5 separate regions of the Mus musculus genome follow, and regions 1, 2, 3 and 5 are each linked to region 4. Evidence: chromatin contacts called from public HiChIP or PLAC-seq and promoter capture Hi-C data. All regions are on one chromosome and are shown on one strand. Each heading gives the region's core, a stretch centred on a gene start, on an enhancer-like site or on the middle of the called end of the contact. The rest is flanking DNA. Distances are from core to core; before and after follow the strand shown.

The links. Promoter capture Hi-C pulls out the DNA fragments that hold promoters and counts their contacts. HiChIP or PLAC-seq counts read pairs in DNA pulled down with a chosen protein or histone mark. Capture Hi-C pulls out chosen DNA fragments and counts their contacts.
Region 1: a promoter capture Hi-C map of pre-B cells shows a contact between it and region 4, with 3 times the contacts expected there. The contact joins the promoter of Pms2 here to the promoter of Trrap in region 4. A contact is called at or near these places in 9 of 39 promoter capture datasets (the 3T3-L1 cell line, the HPC-7 cell line, cranial neural crest and 6 more), 4 of 484 Hi-C or Micro-C datasets (CD4 T cells, CD8 T cells, cortical neurons and 1 more) and 7 of 115 datasets of contacts at active chromatin or transcription factors (astrocytes, bone marrow-derived macrophages, embryonic forebrain and 4 more).
Region 2: a contact with region 4 is called in a promoter capture Hi-C map of the SN4741 cell line, with 5 times the contacts expected there. The contact joins the promoter of 2900089D17Rik here to the promoter of Trrap in region 4. A contact is called at or near these places in 24 of 39 promoter capture datasets (the 3T3-L1 cell line, 3T3-L1-derived adipocytes, the C10 cell line and 15 more), 1 of 15 datasets of contacts at CTCF or cohesin (the NIH/3T3 cell line), 12 of 484 Hi-C or Micro-C datasets (CD4 T cells, CD8 T cells, the N1E-115 cell line and 6 more), 39 of 115 datasets of contacts at active chromatin or transcription factors (the 230-238 cell line, the NIH/3T3 cell line, the SCID.adh cell line and 25 more) and 3 of 9 other capture datasets (adipose tissue, liver and pancreatic islet).
Region 3: a promoter capture Hi-C map of adipose tissue shows a contact between it and region 4, with 2.7 times the contacts expected there. The contact joins the promoter of Ocm here to the promoter of Trrap in region 4. A contact is called at or near these places in 5 of 39 promoter capture datasets (the 3T3-L1 cell line, cranial neural crest, embryonic stem cells and 2 more), 6 of 115 datasets of contacts at active chromatin or transcription factors (T-cell acute lymphoblastic leukemia, bone marrow-derived macrophages, embryonic forebrain and 3 more) and 2 of 9 other capture datasets (adipose tissue and liver).
Region 5: an H3K4me3 HiChIP or PLAC-seq map of bone marrow-derived macrophages shows a contact between it and region 4, with 2.5 times the contacts expected there. The contact joins the enhancer-like site here to the promoter of Trrap in region 4. A contact is called at or near these places in 12 of 39 promoter capture datasets (the 3T3-L1 cell line, 3T3-L1-derived adipocytes, the HPC-7 cell line and 7 more) and 2 of 115 datasets of contacts at active chromatin or transcription factors (bone marrow-derived macrophages and embryonic forebrain).

The regions. Positions count from the first base shown.
Region 1 is chr5:143,908,652-143,911,646 of GRCm38.p6, reverse strand. It overlaps Pms2 (PMS1 homolog2, mismatch repair system component), which reads right to left and starts at 1,646. Exons shown (of 15, transcript NM_008886.2): 1 at 1,568-1,646. The coding sequence starts at 1,590. Aimp2 (aminoacyl tRNA synthetase complex-interacting multifunctional protein 2) reads left to right here and starts at 1,808. Exons shown (of 4, transcript NM_001172146.1): 1 at 1,808-2,066. The coding sequence starts at 1,932.
Region 2 is chr5:144,254,637-144,257,531 of GRCm38.p6, reverse strand. It overlaps 2900089D17Rik (a long non-coding RNA gene), which reads left to right and starts at 1,377. Exons shown (of 3, transcript XR_868683.3): 1 at 1,377-1,453. It overlaps Bri3 (brain protein I3), which reads right to left and starts at 2,307. Exons shown (of 3, transcript NM_018772.4): 1 at 2,013-2,307; 2 at 1,620-1,722. The coding sequence starts at 2,154.
Region 3 is chr5:144,049,258-144,052,288 of GRCm38.p6, reverse strand. Ocm (oncomodulin) reads left to right here and starts at 1,680. Exons shown (of 5, transcript NM_033039.3): 1 at 1,680-1,808.
Region 4 is chr5:144,767,192-144,770,086 of GRCm38.p6, reverse strand. It overlaps Trrap (transformation/transcription domain-associated protein), which reads right to left and starts at 1,293. Exons shown (of 71, transcript NM_001081362.2): 1 at 1,240-1,293.
Region 5 is chr5:143,988,721-143,991,684 of GRCm38.p6, reverse strand. It overlaps Ccz1 (CCZ1 vacuolar protein trafficking and biogenesis associated), which reads left to right. Exons shown (of 15, transcript NM_177682.3): 13 at 55-213; 14 at 920-1,047. Among named protein-coding and RNA genes, the nearest start is that of Gm17135, 9.2 kb to the right of the region's middle. Within about 2 kb of position 1,419, at least 53 of the 459 cell types and tissues checked have an H3K27ac peak or open chromatin away from gene starts, as enhancers often do. A contact at or near this core is called in bone marrow-derived macrophages, where this site is marked.

The sequences.
Region 1 (2,995 bases), core at 397-2,896, 860 kb after region 4:
GTTCTTTTACAACACAGAGTTCTTCATTCTTGAAAAGTTGAATAACTTTTCAACATTAGTTTTTTTGGTTTTTTTTTTACACTTTTTTTTTTTTTTGGTTTTTTGAGACAGGGTTTCTCTGTATAGCCCTGGCTGTCCTGGACTCACTCTGTAGACCAGGCTGGCCTCGAACTCAGAAATCGGCCTGCCTCTGCCTACCGAGTGCTGGGATTAAAGGCTTGTACCACCACGCCTGGCTCACAATTCTTAAAAAGTCAAAGTTTGGTGGGAAATACTGGTTGACAAAAATCATCTTCCAACTATGTAACTATTCTCATAATTGCTTTTGAAACCTGTACCCAAATCCATGCTGCCTACACTGCTCTGATGAAAGTCCTCAGAGCTCATGTTTGAGACAAGAGTTCATTCTCAGCCTCCAAATGATAGTCCCACCTCACGACCACACTCAGCGAACGGGTTAAGTCTCTTTCTGTCCTGGCTGGCCTAGGGTAATCGCCTTTTTGTCTCCAGTTTACCCTGATTGCTACCACCAGTTTTGTTCACTCTGACACAGGTTCCAAGGTAGCCCAGAGCGCCCTCAAACTCCCTATGTCGTTAAAGGTAACTATGAACTCCTGCTGAGCCTGTTCCTGCTCGGATTATAGGTGTGGCTTGATTCCCACCAATTTCTTTTTACAATTACAAATCCAGTCGAAAAAAATCTTTAGGTTTAAATTTTTAGTGGTGCTCATTGCCTATCATATGAAGTTTGAAGTCTAGCAACGACAAGGTCCCAATCTACTATCACTAATTCCCCTACGGTTTAGTCACCATAAAAATAGTTTCCCGGCTATGAAATGCCCCATAAAAGTATAACAGAACATAGGTGCATCCTTGCAGTAACAATTTTAGGGTATTTTCCATATGGTCTGACATATAGTAGACTTCCAAAAACCCTGGTGAAATAAACCAACCAACCTCTTTTCTCTTCAATCTACCTTGCACAGAACCTCGCTGGTTATCACAGCACTCGGGTGTTTGAAGTAGGAGGATCCCGAGTTCAAAGCACTACCTCAAAAAACCAAAACAAACACTTGCACTCGTTCTAACTGCAAAGGATCTCTGGGGAAATCACAAGGTTAAAATACAGACAGCAAATTTGCATTTACAAATCTGTCACCGAATGTAACTGTGCTGGCCTTCGAAGATGTGCTTCACTGCTATGATGCCGCCTGTGAACACTACACCAAACGCACAGAAGCACCTCAATATAATAAAAGTTAAAAACCCTATTGACTGCAAGATCAGCGTGAGCCTTTAAGCCTCCCTCCCCAAGTCTTCAAGAATAAAGACTCAATAAATAAACAAACAGCGGAAACGAATTTTGTCTACGGCGACTGATTTTCGTGCTGGGTTTCAAGTGCACGGCCTGTGGCGGGAGGATGCCGAGGAAATAGCTTCCTCACAGAGGACCCGGTCCAGTCCGCGAGCTTGCCCGCCTCGCGCCTCAGCCACTTCCGGTCCTTTCAAGAGACCGGGATACCGGGAACTCTATAGAATGCGCCCGGAGACCACAAGTCCAGCTCACCTCACGCCTTCGGTTTGCTCCATGGATGCAGGACTCCTCCAGTCACAGTCACCGCGGGAGAGTTGGCGCTGCCGCTCTCGGGAAAAGACGCGTCTCCTGGAACACCCATTGGTTGCTTTTGACATATGATCCGCCCCTTCCGGGCGGGCTAGCGAAGGCATGCCAAGACCTCTTTACCGGTGATTGGCCAACTCAAAGGTCAAGTTGGTGACGTTAGACCAGCCCGGCCAATGAAAGCTCGGGGACTTCATTTTCCGGAACGCCAGCAGCAGAGTCAGAAAGAAGGCGGCTGCTGTCTGAGGTGGCCTTGGGTGGCTTCTGAGCGTTCCTGTCCCTCGCCCGCTACCTTCCTTGGGTTCCCACCATGCCGATGTACCAGGTAAAGCCCTATCATGGAGGCAGCGCACCTCTGCATGTAGAGCTTCCAACCTGCATGTACCGGCTCCCCAACGTGCACAGCAAGACCACCAGCCCCGCCACCGACGCGGGCCACGTGCAGGTAGGAGCGTGCGGCCCCTGCCTGGTGCGCAGGCGCCGTTCGTGCCGCGCCGCACCCTGCCCTATCCCTCGTCCAGTCTAGCGCGCCGGCGCTGTGTCTGCCTAGGGTCCCGGTCCCTTCTGCGGCCGGGTCCGACAAAATCCTCCTAGATGAGTGCTGCTGTGGGTTCCTGTCACGATCTCCAGGCGCACAGAAAAGTGAACAACACGAAAAATGCTCATTCGGAGGAATTTTCAGAGCGATCCCAGGGTTACCATAACCCAGGTTGACGGGTTTAGTGCCCCATCCTTCCCAGTTTAACTTTTCCACAAGAGGTCCCGACTTTTACTGTAGTTATGTGTTGTTTTTTTCGCGGTTAGGTTGTGGAGGCTATCTTTAAGCTATATAATCTTGATGGTCTGGAAACATAGTATGTGTTCTGTTGTCTGGCATACTGTACAAGATTTTGTTATAACGATAGTGAGTGATCTTGTTCCTGGCCACACCCCGCTTATTTATCTGCCCGGTCCTCACTCATGGGCGCTGGAATTTATAGACTAGCTAACATAAATAGCCTGTATAGGAATGGAATTCCTGGCCCAGTGGGCAGGTTTGCCTTCCACTTTTTAAGTTCTTTTTCAAAGCGGTTATACAGGTTTAAGCTGTTACCAGCAGGATAATGGAGACATCCTAATGTAGTTTTAATTTGGATGTCTCCAGTTTCTAAGTAAGTTGAGGTCCTTTTTCGTGTTTCCTGGCCATGGGAGTGTGGGGCAGAAACAGTGCCTTTGTAGCCCAGGCTGTCCTGGGATTCTTACAGCCAAAGATAATCTTGAGCCCTTTCTCCACCAGTGGAGAAAGAGCTTCCAAGTGCTGGGGTTAGAAGTGTGTGCCTGCCTAACTCAGAACAATTATCTTACCATGCTTATCACTATTGTTTGATCTCATTT
Region 2 (2,895 bases), core at 128-2,627, 510 kb after region 4:
GCAGCCATACTGCCCTGCTGTCCGTCCCCCCACACCCCAACCCCCAAGTTCAGGGGTCTGGTCCAAGAAGAGCCTCATGGGAACACTCCTGTCCACTGGGGGAGAGGAAAAAAAACAGAAACAAACCCAGCTGACTGTGGTAGGGCCAGGATCTGGTTGCTGGAACAAGCAGACATGAAATCCTAGTGAGCCCCCTGCACTGCTATGCCTCTCCCCACCTTCCTGCCTGCTTGCCACCTACCCCTATGAGACCTCTCCTTAAATCTGAGAGTTCAGCTAATATTTGTCCCATCCTCAGGGCTCTGAGAATTCCCATGCAGGGACTAGCCTCAAGGCCACACAGGAAGTCTCCCACCTCCATACAACTAACCCCCTTCTGTTCCCAGTGGCTCTCTCTCTGCACAGGAGACCCTATACTAATCCCCTTGGCTCAACAAGCTAGGACCACCTCCCAGTCTATGCTCCCTCTTTGGTGTGCCTCAAGCCCTCAGGTGGAAAGCTTGCAGAGAGAGAGGCGGCCAGCAAGACCAAGCTATCAGAGAGCCACCCCATCTACAGCTAGAGGAAGCAGCTGAGTCCCACTCCTCTCCCCTGCACCAGCTCCAAAAGCCAAGTCACTTGGGTCCCTGAAGGAGGACTCTAACTAACTGGCCTTCAGCCTTCTTCCCCCAAGCACATGATCAACCGAGGGTCCAGTGTCTTCCACCCTCAGTCATCTCTTGTGAGGCCACTCGCAAGTTTCCAAAATCATTAACTTCCTTATGGCTCCACTCTGCGCCTCTGACACACACTTTTGAAACGAAAGCTAAGTCCAAACAAGGGTTTCTTAATTCCATCTCAGAGACTTGGAACTTCCCCCTGCCAGACAAAGGCTGAAACCCTGCCCTGCACGAGCTGTACCTGGCCCATCCCCGGGTGAGTGGCCAAGTCCAACTTGGAAGCCGAATCCTCAAAGCCTGCCTAGAATGAGCCTGGCTGCATCTCTCACCTTCCATAAAGTCCCCACAAAGTTTCTGTCAGCTCCAGTTTGAGGGTAAAACAGCCACAACAACAAAACCACTCCAGCCCGGAACAAAGAAGCACGGGGTTTCCTCCTGGGCCAGCTAGTGGCCAGGAGTTGTTAAGCCCTGGTCGTCATTCTGCACCCTCACAGCCTTTGCTCTCTGCTGGCCACTTGGATCTCCTAAGTCCTTTGGCATACTGGCCTGCGGACTCAAGTCCCAATATCTCCTTAGTACTGGACACACTTGCGGAAACTGGAGGAAAAAAACCTAACAAAACAAACCCTGATTCGCTGCGGATCTCCAGTACTAGGGAGGAAAGACCATCAGTCTCCATTGTTAACATTCCTGCGTCCCACGCACTCCGGGTGCCATGCCTCCCAAATGCACTCAACTCCCCACAGAAAAGGGAACCCATCCTTCTGCCGCATAAAGTAAATTCAGAGCCAGGGGTGAGTGACCCCACCTTCTCCCACTGCAGTCCCTCCCCTGCGGGACTTCCCTCTGAGACAGGAGCCGGGCTGTGACCCCACCCCATCCCACCCCCGCTGGCCTTTTGCAAGATTCCGGCACGTGCGTTCTCCGCCGCCACCCCCCACCCCCAGGCTAGAGACTTACCTGCAGACCGGGCAGCCTCCGACCACGACGATGGAGTTGGCAGGATACCGGGTGACCGTTCGACTGTGGATGTTATAGACCCGGGGGTGGCTGGTGGGGATCCCTGTGGGAGCGGAGTGCTGATCAGCCCCGGGCGACTCGGCCCTCCTCCTCTCCTCCCTCCCTCCCCCTTAGCCCCCGTCCTCCCCGCCTCCAACGGGGCTGAGCGCGCCTGCGGGTGGGCTCTAGAAGCCAAGTGTGAACCCTCCGACACTAAGTTCACGGCCACCGGGGCAGGGCCTGGCCGGGCAGGGCGCTCCGGGTAGCAGCTGCCCCCCCGGCAGGCCCGCGCCGGGGACAGCGCGGTGCTTGGCCCGGAGGCCGTTCGGGGACCCCGAAGAGCTGCGGGCCCACCTGTGACGAGGTAGGGGTAGGGCGGCGGCGGGGGCGCGGTGGGGATGGCCCCGTAGCCGTGCGGGCCGCACGCGTAGTCGCCCTGGCCGGCCTCCAGGTTGTAGGCGGGCGGGCGCTCCTGCAACAGGGGCTTGTGGTCCATCGCGGCCCCCGGGGCCGCGCGCCCGCCAGCTCCGGCCCGGCTCGCTTCCTTCGGCCCGGCGGGGATGGCGGCGGTAGCGGCGACGGCGGTGTCCCGGGCAGCTCGGCCCAGTGAGGCGCGCGCCGGGCGGGGCGGGCGCGCCAAGGGTTCCCCGCCCTCCCGCCGGTCACAAGATCGGGGTCACGTGGGCGGGGCGGGGCGGGGCTGTGGGCGGGGTTTGGGCGAGGGCGTCTTAAAGACGCCTCAGCGGCTGCCGCTGGCGGGGTGTTGTCCTCGTTCAGTCCCGCCCCACAATGGATCTTGGACTTCCAGAGAAGTTCTGACTCCCGGCCACGGCCGGAGACCCAACAAGATCCTGGCCTCCTTTAGCTTTTGCTTTTTTTCTAAAAATAATAATAATAATGTTTGTTACAATTATTTGGGGGGAGGGTGTGTTTATATGAGTGGGCACGCATTTGGAAGCCAGAGAATAAATAACTTTCGAGAGTGGGTTCCTGCTTTCCACCATATGGGTCCTGAGATAGATTGGTTGACAGATTCTGCAGCAGGCGCCTCCACCGTTTTTCTGTGTTTGTTTGTTTGTTTTGGACCTAGGCTCATGTAGCCCAAGCTGGCCTGGAACTCTTAACCCTCTCACCTTTACCTCCTAAACTATGGACTTCGTTGCCCCTCCACGCCCAAATCCTCCCCTTGCCCAACCCAGCACCCGGGTCACCACCCACAGGGAGGGACCAGGCGAGC
Region 3 (3,031 bases), core at 431-2,930, 720 kb after region 4:
CGAGTGCATTGGTGCACGTGTAGAAGTCAGAGGAGAACTTGCAGGATCTGTATTCTTCTACCATGTGGGTTCTGAGGTGTGAACCCAGACACCCGGCGTGTCGGCAAACACCTTCACCTACAGAGCCATCTTGTTGACTCTTCAGCCTCATTTTAACTTCATGATCCTTTTAAAGGCCAAATATAGTCACATTCTCAGGTTCTGGACAATGGAGCCTCAACATGGAGGGGGCACAGTGTAGTCTTTCATGTTGCAGCAGCGTTAACATGATGCTGCAAACAGAGTGGTTTAAAATAACAGATGTGGACTGGGGATGCAGCAGCCAGTTGACAGAGTGCTTGCCCAGCATGCATGGCGCCCTAAGGTCCATCCTGGCTACATATAAACCAGGCACAGAGGTGCACACCTGTAATCCCAAAACATTAGAGATAGAAACAGGAGGACTGGGTATCCCATATCACTCTTGGCTACAGAGTGAGTTGGAGGCCAGCCTAGGATATCTGAGACTTTGTATTAATTATTTAACAGACATGTATTGCCCTTGCAGTTCTGGAGCCTTACAGACATGAGGACCTGAATTCCATCACTAGACCCCACATTGGACAAAACAAAACAGCTGGGTAAGGTACACCATGCTTTTAATCCCAGCACTGGGGAGGCAGAGACAGGAGGATCTAGACTATTTAATGAGTACCAGGCCATCAAGAGACCATCTTAAGAAAAGGGGAGGAGTTGAAGAGATGGCTTAGCAGTGACCAGTACTTCCTGCTCTTGCAGAAGATCTGGGTTCAGTTTCCAACACCCATTTGGGACAGCTCTGGGAGATCTGATGCCCTCTGCTGGCCTCTGTGGGTACTTGCATGCACATGGTGCATAGACATATACTCAGCCCCACCCCCACAAAATGTAAAATAAACTATTTAAAAAGAAAAAAAAAGGCAGAAGTAATCCTCTGACTTACACACACACACACACACACACACACACACACACACACACACTACTTTCCTGGAAATCAGAGACTGTACTGGAAAATGCACGTTGGCCTAGACTCATCCCCAAAGCCCAGGACTCTGCGCCCAATCTGTGCCCATAGCTGCAAGTAAAGTACATGTGTTTCTGATGACAACCCGTCAACCAGAGCCCAAGGCTCCCTTCTCCCTCGACACAGTTCCCTCTCAATATGTGATTATGGCACTACCACAGCGAAGAGCAAGACAAAGAAAGGAAGAAAAGAAAAAAAAGAAGGAAGGAGGGAGGGAAGGAAGGAAGGAAGGAAGGAAGGAAGGAAGGAAGGAAGGAGGAAGGAAGGGTAATGGCTATTCCTGGTTGTCAACTTGACTATATCTGGAATGACCTACAATCCAGAATTGGAAGGCTCACCCGTGATCCAGATCTTGAGGCTGGGATATACACATTTCTGATCTGGATCTTGGCATGGAGATCTTGAGGCACAGTGGCCATGAAAAGCTTAGGCCCAGGCAAGGTAGTACACACCATTAGTCCCAGGAGGTAAGTAGATCTTTGAGTTCAGGGTCAGCCTGGGGCAAAGCAAGTCCCAGATCTAGGCGTGGTGATACACACCTTTAATCTGGGCCACACCTTCTGCTGGAGGCCTCCAGAAGGACTTTAGAAGAAGGAAGATTCACTCTTTTTAGCCTGCCTTCATTTACTTGCCAGCACATCTGTTGGAATCTACTTCTACAGAAGACCAGATGAAACAACTAGCCTAGTGGGACCGAGCAACTACTAGATCCTTGGACTTCCAATTCACAGCTGACCACTGTTGGGGAGTTGGACTACAGACTGTAAGTCATCACAATAAATTCCCTCAGTATAGAGAGACATTCCATAAGTTCTGTGGCTCTGGGGAACCCTAATACAGGAAGGAAGGGAAGAAGGAAGAAAGGAAGGAAAGGGAAGGAAAGGGAAGGGAAGGGAAGGGAAGGGAAGGGAAGGGAAGGGAAGGGAAGGGAAGGGAAGGGAAGGGAAGGGAAGGAGGGACAAAGGGAGGGAGGAAGGAAAGACGGAAGAAGAAAGGAAAGAAAGAGAGAAAGAAAAGAAAAAAGATCTCTGCCAATTTGTGGCTTTTGGTGTCCCTCCTGGCCTCTGTTTATGTGAAGGTGTATTTTTACCCAGTTCTAGGCAGAGACCATCGTGGGTTGAGCCTGTTTTACTTACAATTATGTCATGGACATATATACCACTGCAGCCTTCATAGCTGTTATTTTAAGAGCTGGGTACCAAGTCCATCTGGTGATCTGCCGTAATGCACTTTGCCAGTCTTCTACTGTGTGGCCTCTTTTCTTCTCTTTTTTTTTCCTTTAATTTTCTTTTTCTTCCTTCCTTTCTTTCTTCCTTTGCTTTAAAAATTGTATGATTGATTATTACTGTGTGTGTAAATGATGGAGTCAGGGAAGCAACATCTGTCAACCTGTGTGTGGAGGGTAGAGGACAGTTTTATAGAGTCGGTTCTCTCCTTTATGTGGGTTCTAGGGATTGACCTCAGGTCACCAGACCTGTGTGGCAAACACCTGTACCTGCTGAACATCTCACTAGGCTCTCTATTCTTCCTTCCTCCCTCCCTTCCTTCCTTCCTTCCTTTCTTTTTTCTTCCTTCTTTCTTTCCTCCTTCTTCCTAGTACTAGGGATGGAAACCAGGGCTCACATATGCTAAGGAAATATTCTACCACTGAGCAAAGCCCCAGCCCCTTCCTGGGGGATTCTAGGCAGGGGCTCTACCACTGAGCCACACCCCCAGCCCCTCACTGGGGGAGTCTAGGCAGGGGCTCTACCACTGAGCCACACCCCAGCCCCTCACTGGGGGGATTCTAGGCAGGGGCTCTACCACTGAGCCATGCCCCCAGTCCCTCACTGGGGGATTCTAGGCAGGGGCTCTACCACTGAGCCATGCCCCCAGCCCCTCACTGGGGGGTTCTAAGCAGGGGAGTTCTAGGTAGGGGCTCTACCAATGAGCCACATCCCAACCTCTCACTGGGGGATTCTAGGCAGGAGCTCTACAATGGAGTTG
Region 4 (2,895 bases), core at 44-2,543:
CTGGGTTTTATCCCCCAGTATTGTATAAATAATAAACTATTCTCCTAAGCATTACCTCAAAGACTGTGGATCTTATCTACAGTCGAGGCACAAAACACAAAGCATGCTTTTTATCATTACATTTTCTTAACTGGGGTGGAAGAAGGTGTGTGCCACACAGCACATGAGGAAGTCAGGGGACCACTTGTGGGACGTCTGTTCCTTCCATCCACCGTGTGGGTCTCAGGGATTGAACTCGGGTCATCGGGCTTGGCAGCAAGCAACCTTTACCCACTGAACCAACTCACCGGCCCCAAAGCATACTTTAAAAGCACCACAGTGACTTGGAAAACAGGAACGTTGACTCCTGGCTCATAAGGTAAAGCGCTTGGAGCCAAACCTGGAGACCTATCTTGATATGTGACCACAGGGTGGAGGGGGAGAACTGAGTCCCACAGGCTGACCTCTTAGCTCCACATGCATGCCGAACACACATACACAAACAAGCAAATGCTTAAAAAATAAAAAGCTGAGTGTGCCAGTGCACGCCTTTAACCCCAGGACTCTGTGGATCTCTGTGAGTTCTAGACCAGCCAGGCCTACATAATACCAGAGACCCTGTTCCTAGGGAGAGAAGAGAAAAGCTAAGGATACTATCAGCCTTGCTACCGTGACTTGGCAAACTCTTGCTTTTCCTATCAGAGTTCCTCCTTCAAACACTGGAGGTCCCTCATACTCACCGACTATTAACTAGACTCAGGGTCAAGGCATTCTTAAGAACAAAACAGAAGCCCTAATCCTGGCCAAACTTTTTATCTAGCTTTTCTGCTGTGGAGGCGGTGTTGTGTAGCTCGGGTAGGAGGAGCAGGCTGATGTAGATGTACGGTTGGCCTTGATTGTTGAGCTTCCAGCCCCGACCCCTGACAGGCCTGTGTACCATCACCCCAGGGCTAGGAGGTTCTGGGGAATCGAACCCAGGGTTTGGTGTGCTAGGGGGACACTCTACCCTCTGAGCTATAGCCCAATCATCTGCGCAAACTTTTGCGACACTTAATCTCCTTTTTATAAGCCACTCAGTAAAAGTGCCACTTCCGAGCTCCCACCCGATCCTCCCAGGGACCAGGCCTAGCTTCTCCCTGGGCCAAGAACCTGAAAGCAGGGGGCTACCCTATCCGCCTGTGGATTCTGGAAGGAGGTTCTGAGCTTTTCGAGAGGATATGGATTCAGGCCTGGATGCCCTCGAGCCCACGGAGTCCCCACCCAGGTAAGGAAAAGGCAAACGGCCCCACAGCCCGCCGTCCTCCATCGGGTCCGCCCCGCCCACGACGCCCGGCTGGCTGGACAACGCGCCTCCGGGCCGCCAGGGGGCGCCGTAGCCGCCGCTACCTTCACTCTCAGCGTCTGGCCCAGAGAGCCAGGAGCCTGCGTGGAGGCCCGCAGATGCCAGGATGGCTTTGGTGGGGTGCCGCAGCCCCCTCGACTCCTCACTCAATCCCTTCGCGTCGCAAACGGCCTTCGGGTTCCCTCCTTTTGTCGCCGATCCTTCCCGGGACTCTCAGCGACTGCCCCCCAGCAGGCCGCTGAGCTACGGCAAGCGCCGAGGGCCAACCTCCGCGGCCGCTAGCGCTGCGCGTCCCTCCATCCGCTCCAGCGCAGCCCGGCGCCGCGGAGGACTAAATGCTGCAGTGTGGCTGATCTAGTTTAGGAGGGCTCCTGGGGGGCCGGAAGGACCTCGGTCAAGCAGGGACAGCCTTCTCCACTTCTCCGTGGAGCCGTCGTGCTGCACCGACTCTCTCCCACGCCTGAGACACGCACGCGCGTGCATCTCCCGGGACCGTTCACCCGCCCTCCCTTGCGCTTACCGGGACCTGCCGACTAGCCCCCAGCATCCGGGCCCGAGTCCCCAAGAACTCTCGCCGCCGACGCCGCTGCTGCTCCTCGCTCAGTCCCGCCCCGGCTTAAAGCCGCGGCGTCCGCCCACCAGAACTAAGCTCGGGCGCACCGCCCCCAAGTGGGTGCGGCCTGGGCGGGCAGCGGGGCAGGGAGGGGCGGTCTGCCGCCTTGGGTGGGCGTGCTGTCCTTTTAAATCATCGCCTGGGTGACCTATCTGCTGAGCACCTAGGCCGGTGGGGCTCTGGGCTGCTGCAGCTTCAAGATTCGTCATCGCCTCCACACCCAACCCCGTGTCCCTTTTCCTCGCAGGAACCAGACTGAAGGGTGATTGACACCCGAAATACCTCTCCAGTTGGTTCACTGTGTGTGTGTGTGTGTGTGTGTGTGTGTGTGTGTGTGTGTGTGTGTGTGTGTATGTGTGGCCTTCAGGGCTGGACTTCCTTCCCTGAGATTTTATTTTTCCTCTTCCAGCAATGCTGGGTGTTGAACTTAGGGCTTCACATCCACTAGGCCAGCTGTGTGTGTGTGTGTGTGTGTGTGTGTGTGTGTGTGTATGTGTGGCCTTCAGGGCTGGACTTCCTTCCCTGAGATTTTATTTTTCCTCTTCCAGCAATGCTGGGTGTTGAACTTAGGGCTTCACATCCACTAGGCCAGCGCTCTATTGCTGATCAGCCGCCTGAGAGTGAAGTAGTTCCTGCAAGACTTTAATCACAGCACTGGGGGGGGGGGGGGGGGGGGGGGCCGGGGGGGGGGAGGCAGGCGGATTTCTGAGTTCGAGACCAGCCTGGGATAGGGGCAGATAGACTGACATCCAGTTGGCTTAAAGGCAAACTCGGGTGTTATGCTGCTAGGTCACCCTGAGACAACTACATTTGTCCCGCTTGTAGCTGATGCCCTCCCTTCAAGACAAAATTGGAAGGTGACAGACCTCAAGCCAAGCCAGAGCGGTGAAGAAACGTGGTGGGGAGTAGGGGTATCCTGTGATACCCAGATGAGGACGAAGGTCTTTCTTTGAAAGGGACA
Region 5 (2,964 bases), core at 170-2,669, 780 kb after region 4:
GCTTGGGATAACTGTTCTTTCAGTGGTCGTCATCTCAATGTCATGTCTGCACAGGTCTGAAAAGGAGCCCCAGTTTAAGTTCATCTACTTCAACCACATGAATTTAGCAGAGAAAAGTACAATTCACATGAGGAAAACGCCCAGTGTGTCACTCACATCCGTCCACCCAGATCTAATGAAGATATTAGGGGACATCAACAGTGACTTTACCAGGTAATCCCAGCGACTTCTCAAAGCGGATGTTGCCTTTCTGAGAATAGATTTAAAGGAGTTATACGTATGTATATTTATATTTATCTTATTTGTTTGTTTACATGGGATTCACTGTATAACCTAGTAGTACTTAAACTCAAGATCTCTCTGCCTCAGCCTTCTCAGGGCTGGGATTATAGACATATGCCTGCATGCCTAGCTAAATAATTACCTTTAAACCAAGTGACCCAGAGCCCTTGAGAAGAGACTGCTTCCACATCACACAAGGTTGCCTTTCATACGTGACTACTTAACTATTTATAACTACAACTTAGTGTCGTTTCTTTCTTTCTTTTTAAGATTTATTTACTTTATGTATATGAGTACACAGTAGCTGTACAGATGGTTGTGAGCCACCATGTGGTTGCTGGGAATTAAACTTGGCTTCTGCTTGCTCCAGCCCTAAGATTTATTTATTGTTATATGTAAGTACACTGTAGCTGTCTTCAGACACTCCAGAAGAGGGCGTCAGATCTCATTACAGATGGTTGTGAGCCACCATGTGGTTGCTGAGAATTGAACTCAGTACCTTCGGAAGAGCAGTCAGTGCTCTTAACCACTGAGCCATCTCTCCAGCCCCTTAGTACCATTTCTTGTTTTGAATTCTTTTTCTCTTCCCAGTCTAGCTGTGTACATAAAAGCATCCCACTCTGAAACTTTGTTACAGAGCAGATGAAGATGAAGAAATCATTGTGAAGGCCATGAGCGACTACTGGGTTGTTGGGAAGAAGTCTGACCAGCGGGAGCTGTACGTGATTCTCAGTCAGAAGAATGCGAACCTGATCGAGGTCAATGGTAAGGGGGCCTGGGACCTCAGGAGAACTTTAACCACGGATACTTCAAATAATCTTTCCCTGGGTTAAGAAACTATAGAAGCTGCACATTGTGGTCATACCTATAATTCCAGCTGAGGCAGGAGGATCAGGAGTTTACGTCCATCCTCAGCTACAGAGTGAGTTTGAACTCAGCCTGGACTACAGGAGACCCTATCTCAAAAAAAAGTAAATATGGCCTGAGAAGTGGCCTAGTGGGTACAGGAGCGTGCTGCCAAGCTTGGTGACACACAGAATGTCCTCAGACCTCATGCATGCATACTGTATCCCTCCATACACACACGTGCACACACAAGGAAATAGGAAGTTCTTTAAAAGGGAAGTAACTTGGTGAGCTGCAGCAGTGGCTCCGGGTTAAGACGTTGGCTTAGTTCCAGCTCCCACACAGTGGCCCGCAGGCAGCCGTAGCCCCGTTCTCACGGATCCAATACCTCGTCTGTCCTCTGACAGCATCGGGCACACGTGGTGATAGACATACATGCTGACAAAAGATAGTCACATAAAATAAACATTAGAAAGCAAAAAAACAGGGACTGCAGAGACAGCTCCAGAGGCTCAGGGTCTCTGCTGCTCTTACAGGGACTCAAGTTTGGTCTACACATGGGGCAGCTCATAACTGCCCCAGAAATCAAACAAACAGAAGCTCCTGGCCTTGGATCCCAGCTTTTCAAGAGGCAAGAGGATGAGAACTTCAAAGTCTGCCTGGGCTATTAATGGAGTCTCTACCTTGAATAAATGGTGGGGGGGAAATGAGATGGGTGTCAGGGGTCTGTGAGGGATGTAGCCCACTGCTACACCCGCCGAGCATGAGTGAGGGCCTAACTCAGCCTCCAGTGCAAACAGAAACCAGAACACAACTCCTAAGATCCAAGCAGATGCTTCTATTCTGTGTATTTCGGGTTTAAAGAAAACTTTATTTCATGCATATGGGTATTTTACCAGCATTTATGTCTGTGTCCCACCCACTTGTGCCTGGTCCCTGAGGAAGCCAGAAGGAGCTGCAGTTACTGACAGTTGTAGGCTGTCCTGTGGGTGCCGAGAACCAAATGGGGTCTTCTGTAAGAATAGCAGGTGCTCCTAGCCACTGAGCTGTGTCTCCAGTCCCCCATTAAATGCTTTTATTTCTCCTGTGGGGTGGGAAACTTAACAGTGCCTAAAAGAAAAGTGTTTTCTAAAGTGCTACAAAAAGAAAAATCAGCAAACAAGGCATGGCTGCCCACTGTACAAATGTCCTTTTATAGCTGCCCACTGTACAAATGTCCTTTTATAGCTGCCCACTGTACAAATGTCCTTTTATAGATCCTGTGATGAGAACCCTCCAGGCTGCCAGGTTCACAGGGCACTTCCAGCTGTCACCATCTGCACATGGGCAGAAGAATGCAGTTTTTTTCTGCCTTCCCATCAGGGCGGGGTTGGTCTCCTTTCTGGACAGTGTGATCTAGCAGCTGCTTTATGGGTCTTAATGAATGTTGTCCTGGAGAAAAGATCGCATTGTCCTCATGGGATTGGGCTTCGCCACTGCTCTCTGTGGCATGACACTAACGGCAGGCAGGGGACAAATCCTACCAAGCTCATCATAAGTGACATAGAGGATCTTAACATCTGTTCTTTTGTTGGTTTGTTTTGGGCTTTTGTTTTGTGTTTTTGAGACAAGAGCTTCCATCTGGCTGGCCTGAAAGTTGCTATGTAGGCCAGTCCAACCTTGAACTTACAGCCATTGTCCCACGGTTTCCTAACGTTGTGATTACAGGCAGCCTCACTGTGCCCAGCATTAGGACATTTCAGGTCTTCATTTGCATTAGTATTTGGGTGCATGCAGAGATAAAATGGGAGTTTAAAGGGGTGGGCATGGAGCTCAGTGGTATAGCATTTGCCTGGC